Linked DNA regions of Sus scrofa: all the other regions are linked to region 1. Evidence: chromatin contacts called from public Hi-C and HiChIP or PLAC-seq data. All regions are on one chromosome and are shown on one strand. The core of a region is the stretch at or near the end of the contact, and the rest is flanking DNA. Distances in the headings are between cores, read along the strand shown.

What was found. A called contact is a pair of places that touch in the nucleus more often than the background predicts. HiChIP or PLAC-seq counts read pairs in DNA pulled down with a chosen protein or histone mark.
Region 2: a contact with region 1 is called in an H3K27ac HiChIP or PLAC-seq map of skeletal muscle, with 2.6 times the contacts expected there. The contact joins the promoter of HAND2 here to the promoter of HMGB2 in region 1. A contact is called at or near these places in 1 of 5 promoter capture datasets (liver), 4 of 47 Hi-C or Micro-C datasets (embryonic fibroblasts, fetal heart ventricle, heart right ventricle and 1 more) and 1 of 2 datasets of contacts at active chromatin or transcription factors (skeletal muscle).
Region 3: a contact with region 1 is called in a Hi-C map of embryonic fibroblasts, with 2.9 times the contacts expected there. The contact joins the enhancer-like site here to the promoter of HMGB2 in region 1. A contact is called at or near these places in 3 of 47 Hi-C or Micro-C datasets (blood, embryonic fibroblasts and skeletal muscle) and 2 of 2 datasets of contacts at active chromatin or transcription factors (alveolar macrophages and skeletal muscle).

What each region holds. Positions count from the first base shown.
Region 1 is chr14:16,708,651-16,711,537 of Sscrofa11.1, reverse strand. HMGB2 (high mobility group box 2) reads right to left here and starts at 1,487. Exons shown (of 5, transcript NM_214063.1): 1 at 1,376-1,487; 2 at 871-1,051; 3 at 616-761; 4 at 362-536. The coding sequence starts at 1,020. LOC106507243 (a long non-coding RNA gene) reads left to right here and starts at 2,109. Exons shown (of 4, transcript XR_001303102.2): 1 at 2,109-2,675.
Region 2 is chr14:16,458,261-16,461,388 of Sscrofa11.1, reverse strand. It overlaps HAND2 (heart- and neural crest derivatives-expressed protein 2), which reads right to left and starts at 1,300. Exons shown (of 2, transcript XM_013982698.2): 1 at 665-1,300. The coding sequence starts at 1,219. It overlaps LOC100517194, which reads left to right and starts at 2,173. Exons shown (of 6, transcript XM_021073071.1): 1 at 2,173-2,219; 2 at 2,485-2,744; 3 at 2,840-2,953. The coding sequence starts at 2,173.
Region 3 is chr14:16,957,480-16,960,469 of Sscrofa11.1, reverse strand. The region is part of intron 10 of GALNTL6 (polypeptide N-acetylgalactosaminyltransferase-like 6); the gene reads left to right. It overlaps LOC110256613 (a long non-coding RNA gene), which reads right to left. Exons shown (of 5, transcript XR_002338371.1): 3 at 1,042-1,413. Among named protein-coding and RNA genes, the nearest start is that of GALNT7, 120 kb to the right of the region's middle. Within about 2 kb of position 1,634, at least 18 of the 83 cell types and tissues checked have an H3K27ac peak or open chromatin away from gene starts, as enhancers often do. A contact at or near this core is called in embryonic fibroblasts, where this site is marked.

The DNA of each region.
Region 1 (2,887 bases), core at 238-2,737:
TACTTTCACTACCCTTACCTGTTTACCTCACACAGCCAGCTCCTTCCCTAACTTCTCTTTTTAGATACATCCACATAAAACAATACTTTTGTTTGGTCCTCCACACTCTTAACTACATACCTATACTACAAGTGGAGTCTTGAATGCAGCAATCTACCAGTGCTACAAACATTGGTTTCAGTCCAAAAAGAAAGGTTTCAGTTAGTTTATGCTGCTTAAGCATACAATTCTCATTAGACCTTTTCAAAACAAAGCTGATAACCAAACTATGTGTGTACAGTTTCTACCTATTTCTATCATACTCATTTAGAAAATACCTACTTTATTTCAAACTTGCCTGGAAAAAATTAAGACAACATACCTTTTCATATTTTTCCTTTAGCTTAGCTGCTTTCTGTTCATACGGTTGTTTATCTTTGGCTGACTGCTCAGACCACATTTCACCCAATTTCTTTGCAGTATCCCCAATGGATAAGCCAGGGTGTTCACTTTTGATCTTTGGGCGATGTTCAGAGCAAAACAGGAAGAAGGCAGATCTAAAAGGAAGGAACAGAGGTTTAATACACTGAATGAAAGAGCAAGGGAGTAATTCTGTCGGTTTTAAAATAAACTCACGGAGGCCTTTTGGGAGCATTGGGATCTTTTTTCTTGCCCTTCTTGTCACCCTTGGGAGGGACGTAATTTTTCATCTCCCGGTCATAGCGAGCTTTGTCACTTTTTGCCATATCTTCAAACTTGGACTTTTCCTTGGCAGACATAGTCTGTGGGCATGAAAAGGGCAGGAAAAACACACGACTATAAACACCGAAGCGAGTCACCGCCACCTGCCCGTGCACGGAGCCCGGGAGCCGGGTGGGGGCCCGCGCCCACCTTCCATCGCTCGGAGCACTTCTTGGAGAACTCGGCGAAGTTGACCGAGGAATCGGGGTGTTTCTTCTTGTGCTCCTCCCGGCAGGTCTGCACGAAGAAGGCGTACGAGGACATCTTGCCCCGCGGCTTGTTGGGGTCGCCCTTCCCCATGGTGCTGCGGCGCCGGCGACGACGCGTCCACCTGGCGGGAGAGCGCGGCCGGGCGCTGGCGGGAGGCCGGGCGGGGCAGCTTCCCGCCCAAAGGCCCCCCGCCCCTCGGCCCGGGCCGCGACGCCCCGCGAGGCCCCTCCGCCCTGACAGGAAAGCTCTGGCTTCCACGCCGCGAGCCCCATTCCCACCTGCCGCCTCGGACCCCGCGTTCAAAACACGCCCGAACGGGCGGCCGGGCTTCCCGCCTCCACAGCGCGGCCCTCCGGACCGCACCCAGATCCCGCCCGCGGGGCCAGCCCCGACAGCTGCGGCGTCCGGGCCGTCCGGGAGGGAAGGGGGACGGCCGGCCACTCACCGGGGCCCGGAGGGGTCTCTTGCCTGGTGGTAGCTTCTCCTCAGGCTCCCGCGCAGCGGCCGGGTCCGACCGCGACGCTGCCTACCTGCGGCTCCGGCGTGAACTGGTTTGTCGCTAACGCAATCCTCCGCCTCTTGTTTTGCAGACTGCTCCGCGCCACGGCAACTTGACGAGCCGGTCCGCAGGCCACGCCCCCGACGCTCCGATTGGCTCTGGGGATTATTCAAACTCCAGGAGGCCCCGCCCCCTAGCCCCGGCGGCCTCCGATTGGTCGACGTGTCGCCAGGCCCGTCCCCACGGCCGCAGCCTAGCAGGTTCGGTGGGTCGCCCGGGTCGTTAACTCCCAGACCCGTTAGAACCGGTCGGGGGAGGAATGTGCTGCCCGATCCTGATTGGCGGCCGGAAAAGGGTTTGAAAAATGGCGGGCCTGGCGCTGACTGGCTGTGGCAGGAGGCGGGGGGCGTGGTTGGCCCGCCGGGGAAGCCCCGCCAGATTTAAAAATACTGAGTCTCAAAGCGCGGGGTCTACTCTACCCAGCCGGCACCGCTCGGTTGGCTGACGCTGAGGTAGCCGGGGAGGTGCGTCCCGTCGGTCCCCCGCCCCAGAGCGGCCGCAGTCCCGGCTCCCGGAGTGGTGGTCCCTGCCCCGTCCAGAGAATAACATGGGGAGGCCGAGGAGCCTGCGCTGCGGCGGACGACCAGCCCCGCCGGCGGTCGCTGAGGCTGGGGTAGGACCGGAGGAAGACAGGTGGCGAGACCCTGGGAGGGGTGGGGGAGCCGTTCCCGCCCCCACGGGGGCCAATCGCCCGTGGAGTCCACACTTGGCCCCTCATTCCCCACTTTGTCTCGGCGTCTAGCCGGGGGTGAGCAGGGCGGGGCCGGGAGGGGTGGGAAGCATCCCCCTGGCTCCACCCCTCCATCCGGGCCGGATCCTGGGCGGTGACCCTCGGGCTGGGCTATCCCTCCCATCCCCACCCGGTTGCTGCCCCGACTCCGATCCCTGCGACATCCTCCATTCCTCGCCGCCTTAGGCCGTTTCGCTGTCCCCGCGATGGTCACTGTTTTGTCTCTGCCACGCGGTCGTTTTTAAAACCTTTTCCGTGTCGGAGATCCCTCGGAGACACCCGGGAAGGCCTTGAAAGCTGCCCGCCCTCTGAAGCATTTACGCGCCAAACTGCGGCCGCGGCGCTTCACAGACTCCTCCCCGCCCAGGTTAAGAACCTTCCTTTCTGCGTCTGGTGAGAGCGCGGCCCAGCGACCTTAACTTTTCGCTTCAAAGCTCACAAGCCGCCTTTCCCGGGGTAGGACCATGGTGACTGACATGCTATCTCTGTGTTGCATTTAGTTTTGAGGGTTATTTTTTCTGTTGGCCCGTTTGTTAAGAAACAGTTGGTTTCAACAGATTTTAAATATTCTCTCTTTCCTCCGTAAATTCACTGGCATTTGTTAAACTGTGTGCTCCTATTTGGTTTGTATACAGTCCTCATGCTCAGCAGAACCTCAGTTCCAGCAG
Region 2 (3,128 bases), core at 51-2,550, 250 kb after region 1:
TCATGCAAACAAAACAAGAAATGCCCATTTAAGTACAGTCGCCTGGGAAGTTACATTTTATCTTCACTGCCAGAGAGAAACGAGATGCATTTTGAAGTTAAAAGTACATATTTTATGTTAACCTTTACGTAACTGGGCATAGTAATCAGAACAACCACAAAACTCTCTTAGAATCAGTGGCAGCCTCGATCTTAAAAGGGGACAATGCGATCAACAGTGAAATCATTGGAATCAAGCGCTTCTAAACAACTTATTTTATAACTATCTGAAAGTAAGATCGGATTGGACGCCAAATGAAGGCTCTAAAGGACAGAAAATGAGGGGTCCGGGCCAGTGCGATCAGAAGATCAATTCGGAACCTGAGTCCTGCCTCAAGGGCCCGGGGGAGCGGGGTGCGGGGGGGGGTGTTGGGGGGGGGGAGAGCAGCAATGACCCGGAGGGAAGATCACCCACACGAAGCATCCCTCTTAACCTCCTCCGCGTGCTGACACCCTCCCCCACCTCCTCTGCTTCTTCGGGAAACCATCTCGACCACAACCTGGTGCAAACAACCTTGTCTCAGGATGCAGCAGAGAGCGCGGTGTGCCATTGCTCAGGCCAAAGGGAAAGAGACCGGGATTCTCGGTCCCCCACACCCCACCGCCCGCCGTCCCCTGGTACTAACCAGCTCCTTCTTCCTTTTCTCTTCTTTCACATCTGTCTTCTTGATTTCCGCCTTAAAGGCCTCCGCCTCGCCGTTCTGGTCGTCCTTGGCCAGCAGGTCCATGAGGTAGGCGATGTAGCTGGTGGCCAGGCGCAGCGTCTTGATCTTGGAGAGTTTGGTGTCGGCGGGCACATTGGGGATACACTCGCGCAGCTCGGCGAAGGCGCTGTTGATGCTCTGAGTCCTGCGCCGCTCCTTGCGGTTGGCTGTGCCCCGGCGCTTCACCGGGCGCGGCCCCCCCAGGCCCGGGGGCCCGGCGCCCGGCGGCACCCCCCCGTAATGGGAGTGGTCCAGGCTGGCGGCACCGCTGGCGTACTCCGGACTGTAGGACAGGGCCATGCTGTAGTCGGGGGGCGACATCTCGGGGTGGCCGATGAGCCAGCCGTGGAAGTAGGGGTTCTCCTCGTGGCTGCAGCGGCTGGCGGCCGCGGCGGCCGCAGCGGCCGCGGCCGCGGCGAACGGATAGCCCTCATGGTGCACCACCGGGTGGTGAGGGAAGCCCCCAACCAGACTCATTTCGCCCTCCGCGCCCCAGCGTGCGCGCAGCCCCGCCGCGCCCCCAGCCCGGGCCCCTGCTTCGGCGCTCGGCGTCCTCCCCCACCCCCCACCCCCAGCCCCCCGGTGCCCGGGCCGGCCCCGCAGCCGCAGAGGGGGCTGCTGCAGCCCGGGCCCCGGCCACCCGCCTGGCCCGCGGGGCCCGCCTCAGCAGCGCCGCGGCCGCCGGCTCCCCATAGGGCGCGGCGAGCTGGTCCCGGCACCGTGCGCCCCTGGCCGCCGCCGCCTCCGGTTCCCGCCTTGTTCCACGGCCCGCGCGCGGGGTCCTGCTTCCCGGGCTGCTGCGGGCAGGCACAGTCCTCTCGTGCTCATGCAAAGGCGTCCCGGCTCCCGCGGGGCTGCTCGGCCGAGTCGCCGGGCTCCGCGCCCCGGCCGCGCTCCTGGCGCCGCGGCTCCTCCGAATCCCGGGAAGAGTCCGAGCCGCGGCTGGAGGAGCCGGCCCGGCTCTGCGGGGAGGCGGCGGGGTCGACCGCTCACTGTGAAGCTACCTCCATGCGACCCTCCCCTTCCCGCCCCTTCCCCTCCCCCAACCAGCCTGATCTGGGTTCTTGGGCGCTTATTGTTTTAATGAAATTTTTGGTTGTTGTTGTTTTGGTCCTGGAATGTGACTTTAGCAGCGAGTAACGTGTTCCGCTCTCCTCTCGTGCTCCCTCGGAGGGTTTTCAGAGAGGTCTCAGTGCATCCATTTTCTCAGAGCCTCTCCTTTCGGGGGAAGGATCTGAGCCCTGCAGGCGCCCTGGAGCGCGAAGGCGGCGGCTGGGGCTTGGAGGGCTGTTGCGCAGCGGCCGTGGGGGCTCCTGGGTGACGGCGGCGGCGGCTGTTCTCCGGGACTGGACGCCGTGAGGGGAGCAAGCGGATTTTCCCAGCAAGATCTCCATGTACAGCTACATCTTTAGGGCCGCTCGGGTTAATATATGTCGTCAGAGGCTCCTCACGCCAATCCCGGGGCGGCGGGGGCGGCGCCTCGCGCTCTCCGCAATAAAACTTTTTGATGTTCTCGTTGCTAATTGCCGAGGTCCTCTTTCAGGATTGGCTGCCCCTTCATAACCATAAGATAATTAAAACGAGGGGGGGGCAGGGTTAAAAAAAAAACTTTTTTATCAGCCAGAGGTTAATGCAAGTGTTTAACAGATGCTTCACTATTAAAATATTTTCCCCTAAGTCTCAAATATTGAAGAATCTCAAATCAGGTACAGTATCACTCCGCTTTCTTTACTGGTTTGAAGGGGGGTGGGGAAAGAAGGCAGATATTGCTTTTCGAAGTGTTCTGTAGGTAACCTAGGCAAGAAAACCAGCAGGCAGCGGGCGCAGTGGGAGCAGAGGCGGCGGGCGGCTGCGCCCCCACAAAGGCGCGTCTCTGGCCGAGGCTGGCGGCGGGGCGCCGCGGGCAAAGCTGAGGCTTTGACCTGGGCGCACGCTGGAAATGCCCGCCTCATCGTCGCTGGATATACCCACCACGTTACCCAGGCTGGGGCCATCTGGGCAGGTGGTGATATTGTGGCTGTTTTTGGAGATCGTGGCTGAGACCCCGGGACTAACGGTCACGCCAGTTGTAAATGCTCTTATTTCCATGTTCTTCAGGGACACCAGCCTCGGCGAAGACCTTGGGCGACTTCAAAGCGCAGGCACCTCGATTCCCCGAATCTATGTTGTGTGGCGGGTATCGGTGTTCCCCTGGTTTAACTAGCCTGTTTGGTAAGTAACTGAATATTTTTTACAGCGTGTTCAGAGCTTATTTTCCAGTTTTTATGAACAAACATATAAATATATCTCTGCATTCCTGCCTCTCCCATAAAAGCGGGCATCTGTGGAAAGCAGGTTTAGTTATCGGAGGGGAACCATTAAACACCAGTTTAAGAGGCAGGCCGGG
Region 3 (2,990 bases), core at 385-2,884, 250 kb before region 1:
CTACTAAAGGAGAGATTTAAATAGACTTGAGGTATGACTAGCAATTAAATAACCAGGTTATGGTGATTTTGTAAAGTAAATGTGAGAGAAAGGGAAGTATCTCAATTTTTGACTTGGGAACTCCCATATGCTGCAGATGCAGCCCTAAAAAAAGAAAAAATAAATAAAAAAGAAAAAGGAGAAAGCCATGAGGAAAATTGGTAACTGCTGAGATCATTTTCTCTCCCCCACCTCTATTCAGCCTAGCCAAGGGACACACCTGGCCAGCTGATAGGTGCCAAGGGTGCACACCTGAATGTGAGTCAGGTTTAACACCTCTACCCCCCAGAATGTGCTAGAATGGAATATTCTTTGGACTGTAGGCTTAAATTGACAGCTGAAAATAAATATAAATAAGGCCAGCTATACTACATATACTTTAAAAATTGCAGGTACATTCCCGTCGTGGCTCAGTGGTTAACGAATCTGACTAGGAACCATGAAGTTGCGGGCTCAATCCCTGGCCTTGCTCAGCGGGTTAAGGATCCGTCGCTGGCTGCCGTGAGCTGTGGTGTAGGTCGCAGACGCGGCTCAGATCCCGCGTTGTTGTGGTTGTTGCGTAGGCCGGTGGCTACAGCTCCGATTGGACCCCTAGCCTGGGAACCTCCATATGCCGTAGGAGCGGCCCAAGAAATGGCAAAAAAAGACAAAAAGACAAAAAAAAAAAAAAAAAATTGCAGGTACATTCCCCCGCCTCCCCCCTCCCACCCTCAGGCAAAATTGCAATAAAATCTATGTCCTGTAATTCAAGAAATAGTCACCAGAGGTCAGCACTAGACAAGCCGACAATTTAGAAGCTGCACAAAAGATCTTTTCTCTTTGAAAAGATTTCCAGTCTAGACTGAAAAGAGGGAGATCAAACAGGGTTGACAGGAGTTGAAAAGTCAATCATATTTGACATGCGTACCACAGTATATTGACTTGGAGGTTAAAACATCACATGCTGCTCTGTTTTTCAGTAATTAACAGTATGCTTATTCAGTATATTACTCAGTGACTTACAAGAATTAGGGCTCTTTCTTCTCCATTTAGATTAAAGTTCCTGGAGGAGAAAAATAGATCACGACAGGAAAATTACAGGTATTCTCTTTGATTCAAAAGCACTCAAAGAACACAAAAGGGGCCCTTATTAGAGTTGAAATGGTCTTTTTTAATGACAAAAGTAAGAAACAAATGAATGAACAAAGTAGGTCCATGGGAGTAAAGAATCTTTAAAAGCATTTGGGTAAGAAAACGCCTTTTGTGGCATTTTGTGGCGGGCGGGGGGGTGGGAAATGGGGGGGTGACTAAGGCTTTCCTGCCGGAAGGGAGCGTGGGGTTCTCCATCCAGCTAGCTGCAGCGCCACGGACTGGCTTTCAGTTTCCTTCAGCGACCTAAAAAGGGCAAGAAAAAAAGACCTTCTTCATAAACCTGAGCGGTCTGGAAGGATGCTCCCCATCTGCCCTGAAGAGTCCAAGGTAGAGGTGGGCGAGGGGGAGCCCTCGGGCCGGTTCGGCCATGACCTCCTGGCGGAGGAAGCTCTGCAACAGCGCATCCATCCTGCTGAGGACGTGGGCGGTGCTGCCCTTTCCAGAGCAGGAACAGATGTGCAGAGGGGGAGGTGGGGCAGGGCCCCTGGTACATGACGCTCCCCGGAGGCGGTGCAGCCTCAGTACCAGGCTGCTGACAGTAAAAACCACCAGCGGGAACACGCAGTGTCTCGGACCTCCGCCAACCACATGTCAATGAAAGAAAATCTAACTACCCTCAGAGAGCAAAACAGTTTCCGTCTTCTCAAGTCCCCTAGGAAGATTAAGATAGCGTACACACTGCACTGAAGCTTGAGTGCACGTTCATGCAAAACAGTAAGAACTCAGGCAACGTTACACCCACTACGCCAACACGAACGCCAAGAAGTATGACTTACGGATCATCCCGAATCTGTGTTTCAAACTATTCAGAGGAGAAAATGGAGAAACGAACATCGATTTACTCCAAAATTGAGGAATGTGAGATTGAGAAGAAAAAAAAAAAAAATCAAGAGGTATTATGCCAGAAACCTGAGTAAAATGCACACACTTCTCATGGGCAAGGAGCAGCCAAAGGATGGAAGGCAAACCATGAAAAGCTTGCATAAGGTCAACTTGTTTCTGCTTTGACACAATTGCCCGAGGGAACATGGGCCTGAGGAACTAAAGGCTAGAGCCTGTTTGGTTCCACGTGATCATTAGACTCAGCTATGTGGCAGGAGAGAGCATTTTAAAGAAGGGAAAGAGAAAAAAATCTTAGCTAATGACAGGTGCAGAAGAATAAAGCAGTTGATAAAATCCAAACACTTGTCACCTGGGATGCAGGCACAAACCACCAGGTGATAATAACAATGATTCATAAGGCACTGTGAAGCCTGCAGGCTAACAATTTATCTACACACCTGAGGATGACCACAGACCTGGAAACATGAACTGAAAGTCACAGGGGGTGCCCAAGATACACCTGTGACAGGGGAACGAATGCATCAGGCAAGACAAGAATGTGGCCACTTGCTTTAACACAGTTATTCTTTTGGTCTTAACTGGTCTATTTAATAAAAAGTCAGAAAAGTAAAGTGAAAGAGAGTAAAAAGTGAGAAAAGACTGTCTATGAAAGCACACACAAGCCTGGGTGCTTGCAGTGTGGTGATGACAAACCCTTGCTTTTCTGCAGGCCCAGGGTCCCCACCAGGATAATGAGAGACATAATAATAAAGGTCCTGACTGCAGTGCCTTTCAGCTCCGGCTTCTGTGTATATAAAAACCAAAAAGAGGAAGAAAGACAGACTGAAAAATGGATAAACCAGTCAAAACCACTGGCTCCTTCATACAAAGTGAAGTTAGTGAAAGACAAACATCATATGATATCACCTATATGTGGAATCTTTAAAAAGGATACAAAATGAAAATGAACTTATTTGCAGAACAGAAACAGACCCACA